Regions from separate parts of the Mus musculus genome. Here region 1 is linked to region 2. Evidence: chromatin contacts called from public promoter capture Hi-C data. All regions are on one chromosome and are shown on one strand. Each heading gives the region's core, a stretch centred on a gene start, on an enhancer-like site or on the middle of the called end of the contact. The rest is flanking DNA. Distances are from core to core; before and after follow the strand shown.

Region 1 (6,005 bases), core at 3,405-5,904, 270 kb before region 2:
AGAATTTGAAAATTGGCCTGATAAGCCAGAACCATCTATGCTATCTAGACAGCTTGGGATTTTCATTATTTTTGCCTAGACACATCTCTTTTGATACAACAAACATATTTGTATATTTAATGCCTGATTTTCTTAATACACTTTTTAAAGATTTTCTTTTACATTTTTTATTCATTTATTTATTTTTTTACATTATTTTTACATGTGGTCAAGTTGAGGTCTTTAGAGAACTTTATTTCAAAAAAAGTCAAGAGTTGCAAACACTTGTTAGTAGAAGTTTTAAATGTCTTTGTGTTAAAAAAATATTCATGGAGATAATTCTGTGAGGTTCTTACACATGTAGCTAAGTAGTTTGTCTACATTTAGGTCCATTCACTGAATAAGCATCCCCCGAACTGTGGCATTGAAAGTGGAAGTTGTTATGCAGTTTGAGCCTGTGTAGGAACTCTCAGACTAAGAAGAAAGGCAAGCACGGAGAAAGGACTACAGGACTGTGGGATGTGATGTTTCCTCCCAAGCACCCATTCAGTCCTCTTGCTGCCTTGCGGCCCCTTCCTCCTCTATAACTGAGCCTTGTTGCCTCTGTGCCTTGGTGAAAGGACAATGATGCAGACAAATTAGAGGAAAGGGTCTTGAGCACCTTGTCAAAATCCTCTCCTCAAAGAGGTACGGGGTTTAGAAACCATGAGATAGAGTAAACCTTCACTCTCCTCTTCTGAAAACATAAAAAAGTCTTTAGGGATCAGATACCCTGAAGGGGAAATGGCAATAGGATATGTGAGACCCAGTGTGGGGTTCCTAACTGATGTAAAATGTAGAGTAGAAGCCGTGTATAGTCAGCACCCAGGGAGCTGGCTGGCCTCAGCAACCCCCTAACTCCTCATGGATCTTTGCATATTCTCCTACCAAACAATGATGGATAACTCCTCATGGATTTTTTTTTTTTTCAGAAAACCTGCATGGCACATCCTGGGACTGAGGGGCTGGGCTGGGCTGGACAGGGCAACCTCCTCCTTGCTGCCTGACAAGCTGTAGCAGAAGCAGGAGCAGGAAGCACGGGGATGGAAAAAGAAGGGGCCTTTCTTCCAGCCTTTGAGGGTGGAGGCTCAGAAATGTCTCAGAGAAGAGGTGACATTTGCACTGGGCTTCTGAAGATAAGCCACGACCACATAGCCTGTCTAATCCAGGAAGAAGAGCATGTTTCCTGGGGAAAAGGTAGTGAAGAGAGGGCGCCACCAAAATTAGTGGAATTAATGAGTAGAAGGTTGGCAGGTGACAGCTGTCTGTCTCTTAGAAACCATGATTCTTTTCCAGATAACCTGATTTGCATCTTCTCCTACCAAACAGAGATGGATAACAGGTCTGTCTGGCAAAGGAAAGGACCCAGCAGTGGAAGAGCTACAGTTTATGACTCCTTCAGGAACTATGCCCGGCCCATGCATTCTCAGCCCACTGCCTGCTTACAGAGAAGAGTGCCACTCAGGTGTCTTCAGCTGGTTAAATGGTATTATGGAACAGGTGCAAATCGGATTTGCCTACATTGATTTCCAACCTGAGTGGGTTAGGACTTAGCTGGGTGGTTAAGAAATAAATGCCTGAGAAGGGTAAAGAAGATAGGAAGAAAGCTCCCGCTGGTGTGACTGGGGCATGCCTCGCTGGTCAATCACAGGTGCTTGTGTGGTTATCTGTTGATCTACCTCCAACTCACACATCACACCTACCCCCACTTCTCTAAAGCTTCACCCAACCATCTACTCTAAGCCACCACCACATCGCCGCAGACCAAACACTCATACTAATGTTTGAATGCTTGAAGGCTCAACAATGTTACTTACACTCAAACGGAATCCATTAGTTGGTCCTCAGAATCCATCACCACCCATCACGGTGAAAGCTCTAATTTTTAGTTGGCTGCATAAATGCCCAGAAGAAAAGCACACATTTTCCAGAGTACCATATAACTAGTTGCATTTGGTCATGTGACTGAGAAGATAGTGAGACTTTTTTTTTCTTTAATGAAACAATGTGTTTAATTAGGGTTACAACAAGGAATGTTAATGAGGGGTTATTTACAAGAACATGAGCAACTTACTAATGGCTACACCACTGAAGAAAATGTCTCTCCCTACATGAGCAACTTTTGACTCCAGCCCTAAAATGAAAGGGATGCAGAACCCACCCCCTACCTCGTCACTTCTTTTGGAACATCTCTTATACACAGCCTAATAAAAATAAGGGGGAAAAAAAAACAGTGAACAAACCATTAAGCACACAAGTAGAAATGATAATAAATGGAATATTTCCTGAGATAACGAGGGGAGGGGTGCCTTAGCTTATAACTCTGAATCTATATGGCTCCTTTGAGAAGGGAATACATGTACTGAGCCTGGTCAGATGGGACTTAGGGGAACATTATAGTTTTTTTTAAAAAGAGCATCTAAGAATCTTGACCTCTGATTAGACTTCATCAAGGCCGCCATGGGCAGAGTCCCCACCTCCCACCAGATTCTAGTGGGCTTTATGTTGACAGTCCTCAACTCCACTGGAGAGTGCAGCGCCCTAAGCCCACTGGGAACTGAGGTATGGGGTAGTAAGTGAAGTCTAGATGCCTCTTGAGAGAGGTGGGCCAAGAGCTATAAGAGGTCGCAGGACAACTGAGAATCTTTGTCTAAACCTGAGAAGCTGGATGTGTTAAGTCCCACGAGCAGATATGGGATTCGGAACCGGGGAAGCTGCTAGGCTTTGAAATGAGAGAAATTCAGGGGTGGGCTAGGAGAAGGGGAATCACATGTGCAAACTGACGCCCAGAGCTTTCTGACATTTACCGTGCCCAGGTTAGGTGCCCAGGCTACATTTACTGTGGCCTTGATCACACAGGCAGCTTAGGGGGTCTGCCCCCACCTCTTCGTGTGTGCTAGAGAAGCAAATGCGCATAATACGGAATCTCACCCAAGCCTCACACACCGAGGTCCTTGTGTGGACATTATCTCCATTTTACAAATGAAGGCTTCATCTGAGGCTCAGAGAGGGCAAAAGAGTTGTCCGAAGTCACAAGTAGGCAAAGCTGGCCTTGGGGGATAGATCCAAGCACCATCTAAGGTCACATGGAGGGAAAGGGGCACAGTGGGTCTGTTCAGAAAGCTACTTAGACAGGGTATCGCAAACCTTTGGCCTAGCAGCCAAAGACGGCGCACAGCAGGTTTGGGTTTGGCGACCTGACAAGAGGAGACTGTGCCGCCTTCAGGCAGGGACCACATTTTATCTCATTTATCACGAGGCCCCTGCTTATTCCTTCAATTAAGTCCTGCCGAGTACTAGAACTCGGGTGTCAATGGTGGCCTCATCCTAGAAAGGCCTTTCTTTAGCACCGGAAGCTGGCTGAGGACGGACATCCTCCTAACCTCACTGCCCACTCTGTGGCTAGTCCCGTACTGTGACAATGGGCCCAATAATTCAGGGAAATGGAGCCCAAGTACTCGTGTGGTCTAGTAAACTTCCAAGAAGTCTAAAATACGCAAGCCTTTCTCCTGTCTAAAAGCATATTACATGGAGGCAAGGGCCTTGTTCGGGAAGCAGGGACTGCATGCCCAGTCCAAGCACAGCAAGAAAAAGGTAAGTGGCCACCTCTCTCCCTGGGAGTTCATTAAGAGCAGGAAGCAGTTGGTGGTCTCCAGATGGGAACAGACAACAAAGCAGTTGGAACATGTTGAGGTACCTGGCAGCTGCACAAAGCTGGGGGAATTGTACGGGTCTAGGGTGTAGTGGTGCATGCTTGTAATCCCAGCTCTTGGAAGGCAGAAGTAGGAGGATTAGGGGTTCGAGGCCAGACTGAGTTAAATGCCAAAAGATGAAAGAAAGATCAGTATGAAGATTAGTCCTGATGTTCAAGCTACCTTTCAATCTCCTCTTCCTGTGTTTTATATTCTTGGGAGCAGTGTGGCAGCCAGGCTCTGGGCTTTTGCCTTCAGTCATATAGCCTGTCTCTCTGGTTTGGAATTAAATAGCCACTGCTGGGAATCCCAGGAGAAATTTGTAATTGTCCTTTGTAAAATGCTAGCTAGTCTCAGAATCCTTGGAGTTTCTTGAAGCACAGCTTACAGACCTGCCTTGCCTCCGAGATCAGTTAAAGGGACTTTGAGGTGTATGTCTATAAGTTGTCATGGGCAAAGGAAGTCACTTTCCTGAACTCAAAATAACCATCTGTGTGCTAACTTTGTCTTTAAGAGGAAAGCCATACCTTTTTGGTCAATTTAAGTGGCCATGGCAGTCTTAGAGAAAAGCAAGAATCAGATATTTTGTTTCTTAAATGTCTTGAGAATTTTTTAGCACAAAAACCGGGACATTGGAGTGGAGACGGGCTCACTTAGAAGAAAAGCGACTCCTCTCAAAAGATTAAGATGACAAATAGCAAAAGAAGGCACTCTAACCCTAAACCTCACCCCTCAAAAAGTCAATTGTGCTACCAAGAATGGGTGGGACTTATGACAATTCACGTCATTCAAACAATAACAGCCAATGAGACCTGACTCATTAGGGTCACAGCCTGCTGCCGCCTCGCCCCCCCCCCCCCCCCGCAGGTTCTGAGTTTACTGTTTTTCAATGCCTCAGCCATGCTCTCCTTCCCTGATCTGTTTTGAATTTCCTCTCCCCTAATGTGTATTTATGTCTCTCTGGTTACAAGCTGACAAGAACAGCCCCTAGCATATCTGCTTCCGCTCAGGCCCTGACGTCATTTACTTAATTTCCTCAAGTTTTCCTTTCCTTTCCATTAAACCAGATGGTCTTACGAAGGTGAAGGGGGTGGGGTTAGGGAGAGGTGGCAGCTTTGGATTTTAACTAACAAATCAATGAAATCGACCAACTAGCTGACTGCTCAAAAAAAATTGCTAATTAAAGAAAAGCTATTTAATTCTGAGTACATGGAGGAAGTTAAGCAAAGTTGAATGAATGTCCTTTCTTCCTTCCTTCCTTCCTTCCTTCCTTCCATTTACCCATCTCGTTAAGAGGCTGCTATGAATAGAGCTGTATGCCAGGCAATAAAAATCAAACTGAGAACAAGCTACTGACCTCTCTCTTGAGTAACTCACAGTTACTCTTGAGGAACTCACAGAAGGCCATGCATGTGTGTGTGTGTTTGTGTGTGTGTGTGCGTGCGTGCACATATACACACACCAAGATCTATCAGCCAGGAATTTACAGAAGTTGGCATTATCAAGTTCCGCTTCTCCTAGTGAGCAGTGTCTCACAGCTTTACAAAGGAGATGGGCATCTTGGGATGCAGCCCTAAGATGGAGTAGGAGGCCATGAATGGAAACTAGAAACCACCATAAATTCAGAATTCTAAAATGATCATTCCTTGTGTATGGGGCAAAGCTGAAGGAATCGTATGCAAAGCCCAAATAAAAAGACTGTGAGATCAGGAAAAAGGATTATCCTGGGAGAGGGTGGACCAGTGAGAGGAGCCAACCAAAGGTGACACAGGAATTTAGAGCAGGTGATATACCCTCTGTTGATCTTGAGGAAATCAACCCACCTCTGGGTGCTGAGGCCCTCAGTTCTACGACTGCAAGGAACTGAATTCTACCAAACAAATTGAAGAGGTACACAGCCCTCAGGTGCAAGCCACCCTGGCTTGACATAATGGTTTCAGGTTTCTAAGTCTGTGAGCCAAGACACTCAGGCCAGCTTTCAGCTTCAGGGACACATAAGTCTTGAGGTGGTGAGCAGCAAGCACCTTAGAATGTTGGTATCTTGACTGGTCTTGTAGCAGTCCAAAGCAAGAGAGAAAAAAAAGCCGGACATTGTATCTATTACCTGATGTGGCATTGATCATATCAGAGGCTATACCAACTTAATAACATTTAGACAACCTATAAGAAAACAAAATAGGAAATACTTTCTTCCAATATGTAGGGTGTGTTTCTGATGCTTTGAATCTGCCTGGGAACACTGAAGGTTCTGCTCCCCAGTTGGTTCTTGATCGATCAATAAAGACGCTAGCGGCT
Region 2 (6,712 bases), core at 936-3,435:
CCAGGCCTCCTGCCCATACAGCCCCTGCTGTGCTGGGGGATGGAGCCGCCTGCAAATGAGGCAGCTTGGAGGGATGCGACAATGCCACTTGATAGACAGCCACCTTCCTAGTGGCCTTAGCCACGTGGGCTACTGTTTAGAGGAAGGAACAGTGGTTCCTGGCCTTTGCCCTCCGGGCTTCCTTCCCACCCTCTGAGAAGAAGTCATAAACAATTTGTATTCTGTCCGTGATGCTAAATGCCCCTCTTTGTCCTCAGTGGGGATGTTTGCCACTTGTCATAGCCGGAAGAAGTCTCCTGATAATCAGTCAAACAAAGAAGGGTTTGGGTCTCTGTTCTGTTCGGCTGCTGTGTGGCTTATTAGCAAGCCCAGCTGAGGTGCATTGAAGGTGCCTTCATCCTAGGGTTGCTCTGTGTGTGTGTGTGTGTGTGTGTGAGAGAGAGAGAGAGAGAGAGAGAGAGAGAGAGAGAGAGAGAGAGAATTTGAGTTTAAGTTCGTATGTGTGAGTGTGTGCCTTGGTCTGTTGTGGGTGTGGTGGCACTGCTTTTAATCCCCTCTAAGGATAAGGAGCTCATTGGTCAGCCTCCTGGTTCAGTGAAAGACCTTATGTCAAAAAATTAAAAAAAAATAATACAGAAAACAAATTGAGAAAGATGCAAGTCTCTTGTGTTCACACACGTATCCCTAAGGAATAAAGCAAACAAACAAACAAACAACCCAAATGAATTGTTGGTCCAGCCTCCAAATAACAAATATTCCCTCATTCAAGAAGTAAGGTCTTGTCCACCCTTGCAGGGTGGCCAGGTGTCTAAACCAGCCATGTGTAATGCCATAAATCCTCCCATTGTCAGGTTGGCCCTCTTCCAGATGTCTCCTCTGACTCTGTAGCTCCAGCCAGTTTCCTCCAATTCAAACCTGCTGAGGTCAGGAAAGCATCAGCTGTTGCTAAGCACTTAACAGAAAGGTCTGTTTTTAGGGTGACCCACACATGCCAGTATCAGCAACACTGGGTTATGGGGTCCATAGGGAATGTCCTCTGCCTCCTGCCCCTGTGCCAGTTACACAGATACTGCTGGTAGGAAGTTTTCTTAATGTCTTTTCATTTCCTGGCCTCTCTGTGGCTCCCTGTGCTGAGGCACAGTGGTGGGCACAGGCGTTACGTTCAGAAACTGCATGGAATCGGCCCATAGCTTGATTGCTTCTGTTAGGCACTGAAATAGTAGGACAGAAAAGATGGAAAAATGGAGCGCAGGGCCTGGCTGTCAGCACGGTCCTTTCCAACCCCTCATCTCTCCTCAAGGACACGGAAGTGGCAGTGGCGGTTGGCCCTGAGGAAGAGAGTCACACCACCTGGCTCTCTGCACTCCCATTTAGCACCTCGTAGACTTCTAGACTCAAGAACCAAACTCTCAGAGCCGGCTGAACAAACACCACCCCCTACAGTAGCTGTTAGATGAGGACTTCGGGCGTCCTCTGGGCCCTGCCGTCTTTTTAGTTGTCGACTATCTGAAGTATCACATAGCTGACTACAGCTGAATGCACATACCCGGACGATTCCTCCTGCTTCAGTGGCATTAACTAATCCTGTAACCTTGGGCAGGTTGTTTAAAGTACTTACTTCTCCCGTCTCCGAAATGGGCACCGCAGTGTTGTCAACACAACTGAGAATATTGTGAGGACTGACTGATTTAATATGTGAAAAGTACTTAGACGCTCTAAGCAGCACCCAAGTGACACATAATTCTATTTTTAAATAGCTGTATCCTATTCGGTTGGGTGTCTGTGCCCCACGGTTCATTTAACTAGATGATTATAATGGGATTTGTGAGGTGGTAAACATTTCCATCATTGTCCTCCCAGGTAAGGATTCGCCGTTTTTCTTCATTATTTCCTCAGATTAAGTTCTTAGTATATGAGTTGCTGGGTCCAGGAGAGGATGCTATTTTTAGGGCCTTTCTTGATAGCTGCTGATTTCCCCCCAGGAAAGCCTTAGTCTGCCTTCCTTGCAGCGGGGAATAAGCGGGCCAATATCCTGTGTAGTCACGTTATTAACTTTTAATCAAATGAAGGAGCAGGGAAAAGAGATCTTTTCCTGGGGGATAAAGCGGTCCTCATTCCTCACCTTTGTTCACAAGGAATAAAAAAAAAAAAAAAAAAAACACGCTAAAAACAGGCAGATAGGAAGACAGCTGGAGTATGTGAGAATAGCGCCCTCTCGTGGTAATCCCTGGGAAGGCACAAACACTTTGTAGAATGCCAGGTGGTTTTGTTTGTTTGTTTGTATTTTTGTCTGTTTTTTTTTTTTCCCCGGGGGTGCGGTAGGGTGGAGTGGGGATGGGTGACGGGTTGAATGTATCTGACACTGGACTTGAACTTGCTATATAGTTGAAGAAGACTGAATTTTTGACTCTCTAGCATCTATCTCTTGAGTGTGAGGAGTATAGGTGTGTGCTACTATGGTCGTTTCATGGCGCCCAAATGTGTCATAACATGCTAGGCAAGCACTTTCCTGACCGGCCTCCATCCTCAGCAACCCAAGGCACTAGTTAGATGTCAGACCAGCCTTGGGTTCACATTTGGGTTTTTTGCTGCAGCTTTTACAGCAACGGTTAGCAGGGAAGTGTAACTTTTATTCTTCTGGGAAAATCTGGAGGTAATTTTCAGTACTCAAGTCTGAGTATTGGATGGGGGTCCTGCTACTGACTCTGTGTGGGCCCAGACCTACATGTTGTTGACTGAATGGACTGGGTGAGCTCCCTGAAAATGTAGCCTCGTGTGTGTGTGTGTGTGTGTGTGTGTGTGTGAACAGTGTCTCACTATGTCTTCCTGGCAAGTCCAGAGCTTGCTGTGTAGACCAGGCTGGCCTGCAGCTCACAGGATCTGCTGCCCTCTGCCTCCAAAGTGGAAATGCTACCCATTCATTCATTCATTCATTCATTCAGATTTGGTTAGCCCCAGCTGGCTTTGAACTCACAGTGGCTGTGGTGGCTTTGAACCCCTTGCCTCTGCCTCCCGGGCTCTTTGAGTGAATGACTTGTGCCGCCGTGCTCAGCCGAACTATTACTACTTAGTAGTCACTACTTTACCGTCATTTGCTTGTCATGAGCTCAGAGCTTGCAGAATAAAATGGAAACCGAGGGGGGCTGAACCAACAGACAAACATTTCTGTAGAGAAGATAGAACAACATGTAGCATGTGTCATGTCATGGGTGTACACATATAATGTCATGGATTTTCATAAGAGTGGTTTCCCCTCCCTGGTGATTTGGTTAATTGTGTCTTAAGTTCCTGTGGCTTTCTCTTGCTGCCCAGAGAATAGTGTTTTATTTGACACTTACCCAGTTTCACAAGCTTTGCATGTGTGTTTTCCTAACATCATTGACTGTGCCTTCCAGGGTCCTTATGCAATTCTGATCTGAGGTTACAATCCATTCTCCACACATCCCAATAGATTCTGATTCAAGAATTTTTCCAGAAGTGGGGAGGGACAGAAGGCCTTAAAAACTAATCTGGGGAAGGGTGCGGTGCGCCCGAAGGGAAGGCATGCAGAGAATCTTGGGAAAATCAAAACATGCCTTAGCTCCCTCCCACACGTGTGGAACTCTAAGATCTAGGTCACCAGTGTCCAATGAGAAAATATACCATGACTTTATATTACCCTAGAATTGCACGGACCCTGAAATAATGAACCACAGTGGTCCTTAGCTCTTCCAAAACAGCTTTGAGGGTCGTTTGGGCAGATGGGGTGGGATGGGGTCAGGGATTTTTGGTCATCTTTCATGAACAATAATTGTGAGTGTGTGCGTGCATGTGTGCGTTAGACAAAATCTCCAGGAGTCCTTTTCCTCCACCATGTGTTGAATTCAGGTCACTGGCCTTGATTTCTGACTCACAACCAAAAGTACAAAATGAACGGGGACTCTCAGAATAGGAAACATTACATAGGACTGTAGTACACACACCACGTGACATCGTGTGTTTGCATATGCACACATGTGCAATGGGAAGTTCTGAAGGCAGCATCTCAGGTTGGCGACGTCACGTGAGTGTGCTTGGTCTTGGACTCGTGTGTTTGCATATGCACACATGTGCAATGGGAAGTTCTGAAGGCAGCATCTTAGGTTGGTGGCGTCACGTGAGTGTGCTTGGTTTGGGACTCCTGCTGATCTGGGCCTCCTTTGCTTTGCCAGGTGGTACCCGGGAGATCGGCTCAGCTCTCACCAGAATGTGCATGCGGCACCGGAGCATCGAGGCCAAGCTGAGGCAGTTCTCCAGGTGACGAGCATCCCCTGCCCTGTCCCAGAGGGTTAGGTTAGGGACGCGGTGATGTGGCATGCTCCCCTTTACAGCACCAGTCTCCCAGTAGTGTTTAAGCCCTTACAACCCATTCTTTCCCCTGCTGTTCAGTCAGCTGCTGTGTGCTAGGGATGGCTCCAGTACTGGGTCTCAGTGAAGAACTATTTATTAGTCCAGCCCCTGCCCTCGGGAGCCTGCCCTTGCCTTCAGATTTTTCACATGCCCCTCCCGGGTCTCCTTACTGCCCACCAGTCATGGAGATTTACACACTGCTGAGGCTCCCTTCTCACAGAAGCCTCTGGAAGGAATGAGATCCGCTTTCCCCACTGCCCTGTCCCCCAGGCTAATTACAGAGCCCCCAAGAGGGAGTGGTACCTCAGAGCCCTCTTCCAGTTTTTAGGCCCCCAGAATACAGCGGAATGGCAAGAGCTGGCTCCGTGACTTGGAGTCAGATGGCCCTCGTGTCCCAAGCAGATCAGCATAATTGTTCCGCCATTCTCTCTTGGAAGGGCTGCACAGCGTACACAGGCGCACCCAGATAACTCCTCCCTGCCATCAGTTAGAAGCTGGCACTTGCAGCTTGAGGCTGTTCCTGGTCTCTTCCATCTTTCTCTGTGTCCAGGTTGCACAGTTACTTCATCTTTATAACTTCAGGTCCAGAGTGCCCAGCAGCACCCTGGAGTCTTTAAAAGAGATATTAATGTTTTCCCTACTCCCTGAATTTTAGAAGGCAAAAGTTAAGCTCCTATGTCTCTGTCTCTTGATGGTTTCCATTTCGATGGTTTCCATTTCGCGGCCTGAGGGGCGACCCCAGCTTCCTGTAACCTGGCTTTTAATGTGGGCTGGAAGACAGCAGAGTAGATAAGGGGAGAGGCCACTCTAGCTTGGCACGCTTATGTCGTTTCTGAGTGGTGGTTTTTATATTTAATTTAATTTAATTTTTAAATTTGAGACAGGGTCTCAGTAGATAATCTCTGGCTGGCCTGGAACTCACTGTGTGGACCAGGTTGGCCTGGACTTCACAGAGATCCATCTGCCTGTGTTTTCCCAGTTTCTAGGATTAATGGTATATACAGCCAGCTTATATTTATAGCTCTCTACTAGTCATTAAAAGTATCCCGAGACCCAGGCCATTCATTCTGAGGCTGGCACTTCTGAGTCAGTGGCGGTTCCTTGTGCTACCATTACTTCCTTCAAGGAAATGGTTTAAGTATGTCTTGACCGCTAAGTGTAAATCCTTTGGGACGTCTTGCCGGGTGATCCAGGCTGGCCTTGAACTGCAAACCCTTCTGTTTCATCCCTGAAGTGCTAGAATTGGTGGAGTGTGTATCTGGAGAACAGAAAGGACCTGTTTAATCTCTCCTGTTCTTTATCTTTTGGCAAAAGTGCTTTGATCGATTGCCTGATAAACCCACTGCAAGAACAAATGGAGGAATGGAAGAAAGTGGCCAACCAGCTGGACAAGGACCACGCAAAAGGTACAGCATGGGCCCTGGAGCACGGTGGCTGTGAGTGTTGCTGGGGCAGGTGCCACAGGCCTGGCAGTCACGACTGCCTTATTCCACCTTGACTTTGGATGCTCAGTTGATGAGAGTCTCTAGGGGACACGCGTTCCCTCGTGCGAGGAGCCACGTTCCTGGAGAACTTCAGCGAGCTTCCGTGGAGCATTTTGACGAAAGAACGTTGTAAAATAGCAAAGGCTGTATGCACTGAGGAGTTACAGTTGTGAGCCGCCATGTTGCTTGCCCTCTTCTGAGGTTCACCACATGTGCTCAGCCATGGTTTCATTTGTTATCTACACGTGGAGAAAGAATCGATAGTTTACATTTAATTAGTTCAGTAAATACACAGCAATGCTAACTGCGAAGGGGACATGAAAGCGATATGCCGAGCTTGTTCAGGAGCGATTTCTTTTTTTTCTGAGCCCCGTCACAGAGAGAAAGCAGCGAAGGCTTCTACTTGACCTGCGCTTTCTACAGTAAGACAGAATCCCTTGATGGACACTCAGTACTCATACACTTCTGTCCATCCCAAGCGCATGCAGAGAAACCTAGATCGGCTCCTGATTTTCTTAATGTTCCCAACGAAACAGAGACAGCGTGGGCCTGAGGACACATTTAGGTCCTTTGTCAGTCTCTGTGTATCTGTGAGGTGGCCTCTTGTCTGGACAGGCCACAAGGGATCCAAATGCCAACCTTTTCAGGCATGGGGAGACGGAACCTCCTTTACTTCACCATCAGTGGTCATGTATGCTACCCGTCCCCTGCATGTCAGGGTGTGTGGAAGAGACCAGGGCACCAGCACTGTCCTTGGGGACGTGGACATTGCAGGGAGGTGCATGGGGTGAGGGCACAGAGAAGCCAGAGTTCCATGATGGTGCAGGCGAGTACACGTAGGTTCAGGAATTAGAAAACAA

The links. Capture Hi-C pulls out chosen DNA fragments and counts their contacts.
Region 1: a promoter capture Hi-C map of adipose tissue shows a contact between it and region 2. The contact joins two enhancer-like sites. A contact is called at or near these places in 3 of 15 datasets of contacts at CTCF or cohesin (the NIH/3T3 cell line and large pre-B cells), 3 of 484 Hi-C or Micro-C datasets (the 3T3-L1 cell line, bone marrow-derived macrophages and hematopoietic stem and progenitor cells), 8 of 115 datasets of contacts at active chromatin or transcription factors (cardiomyocytes, double positive thymocytes, embryonic basal ganglia and 5 more) and 4 of 9 other capture datasets (adipose tissue, embryonic stem cells, liver and 1 more).

What each region holds. Positions count from the first base shown.
Region 1 is chr15:59,247,725-59,253,729 of GRCm38.p6, reverse strand. The region is part of intron 1 of Gm36617 (a long non-coding RNA gene); the gene reads right to left. Among named protein-coding and RNA genes, the nearest start is that of Gm36617, 4.5 kb to the right of the region's middle. Within about 2 kb of position 4,654, at least 22 of the 459 cell types and tissues checked have an H3K27ac peak or open chromatin away from gene starts, as enhancers often do. A contact at or near this core is called in adipose tissue and hematopoietic stem and progenitor cells, where this site is marked.
Region 2 is chr15:58,970,039-58,976,750 of GRCm38.p6, reverse strand. Mtss1 (MTSS I-BAR domain containing 1) reads left to right here. Exons shown (of 15, transcript NM_144800.2): 4 at 4,191-4,275; 5 at 5,683-5,774. Among named protein-coding and RNA genes, the nearest start is that of Gm41330, 21 kb to the left of the region's middle. Within about 2 kb of position 2,185, at least 91 of the 459 cell types and tissues checked have an H3K27ac peak or open chromatin away from gene starts, as enhancers often do. A contact at or near this core is called in adipose tissue and hematopoietic stem and progenitor cells, where this site is marked.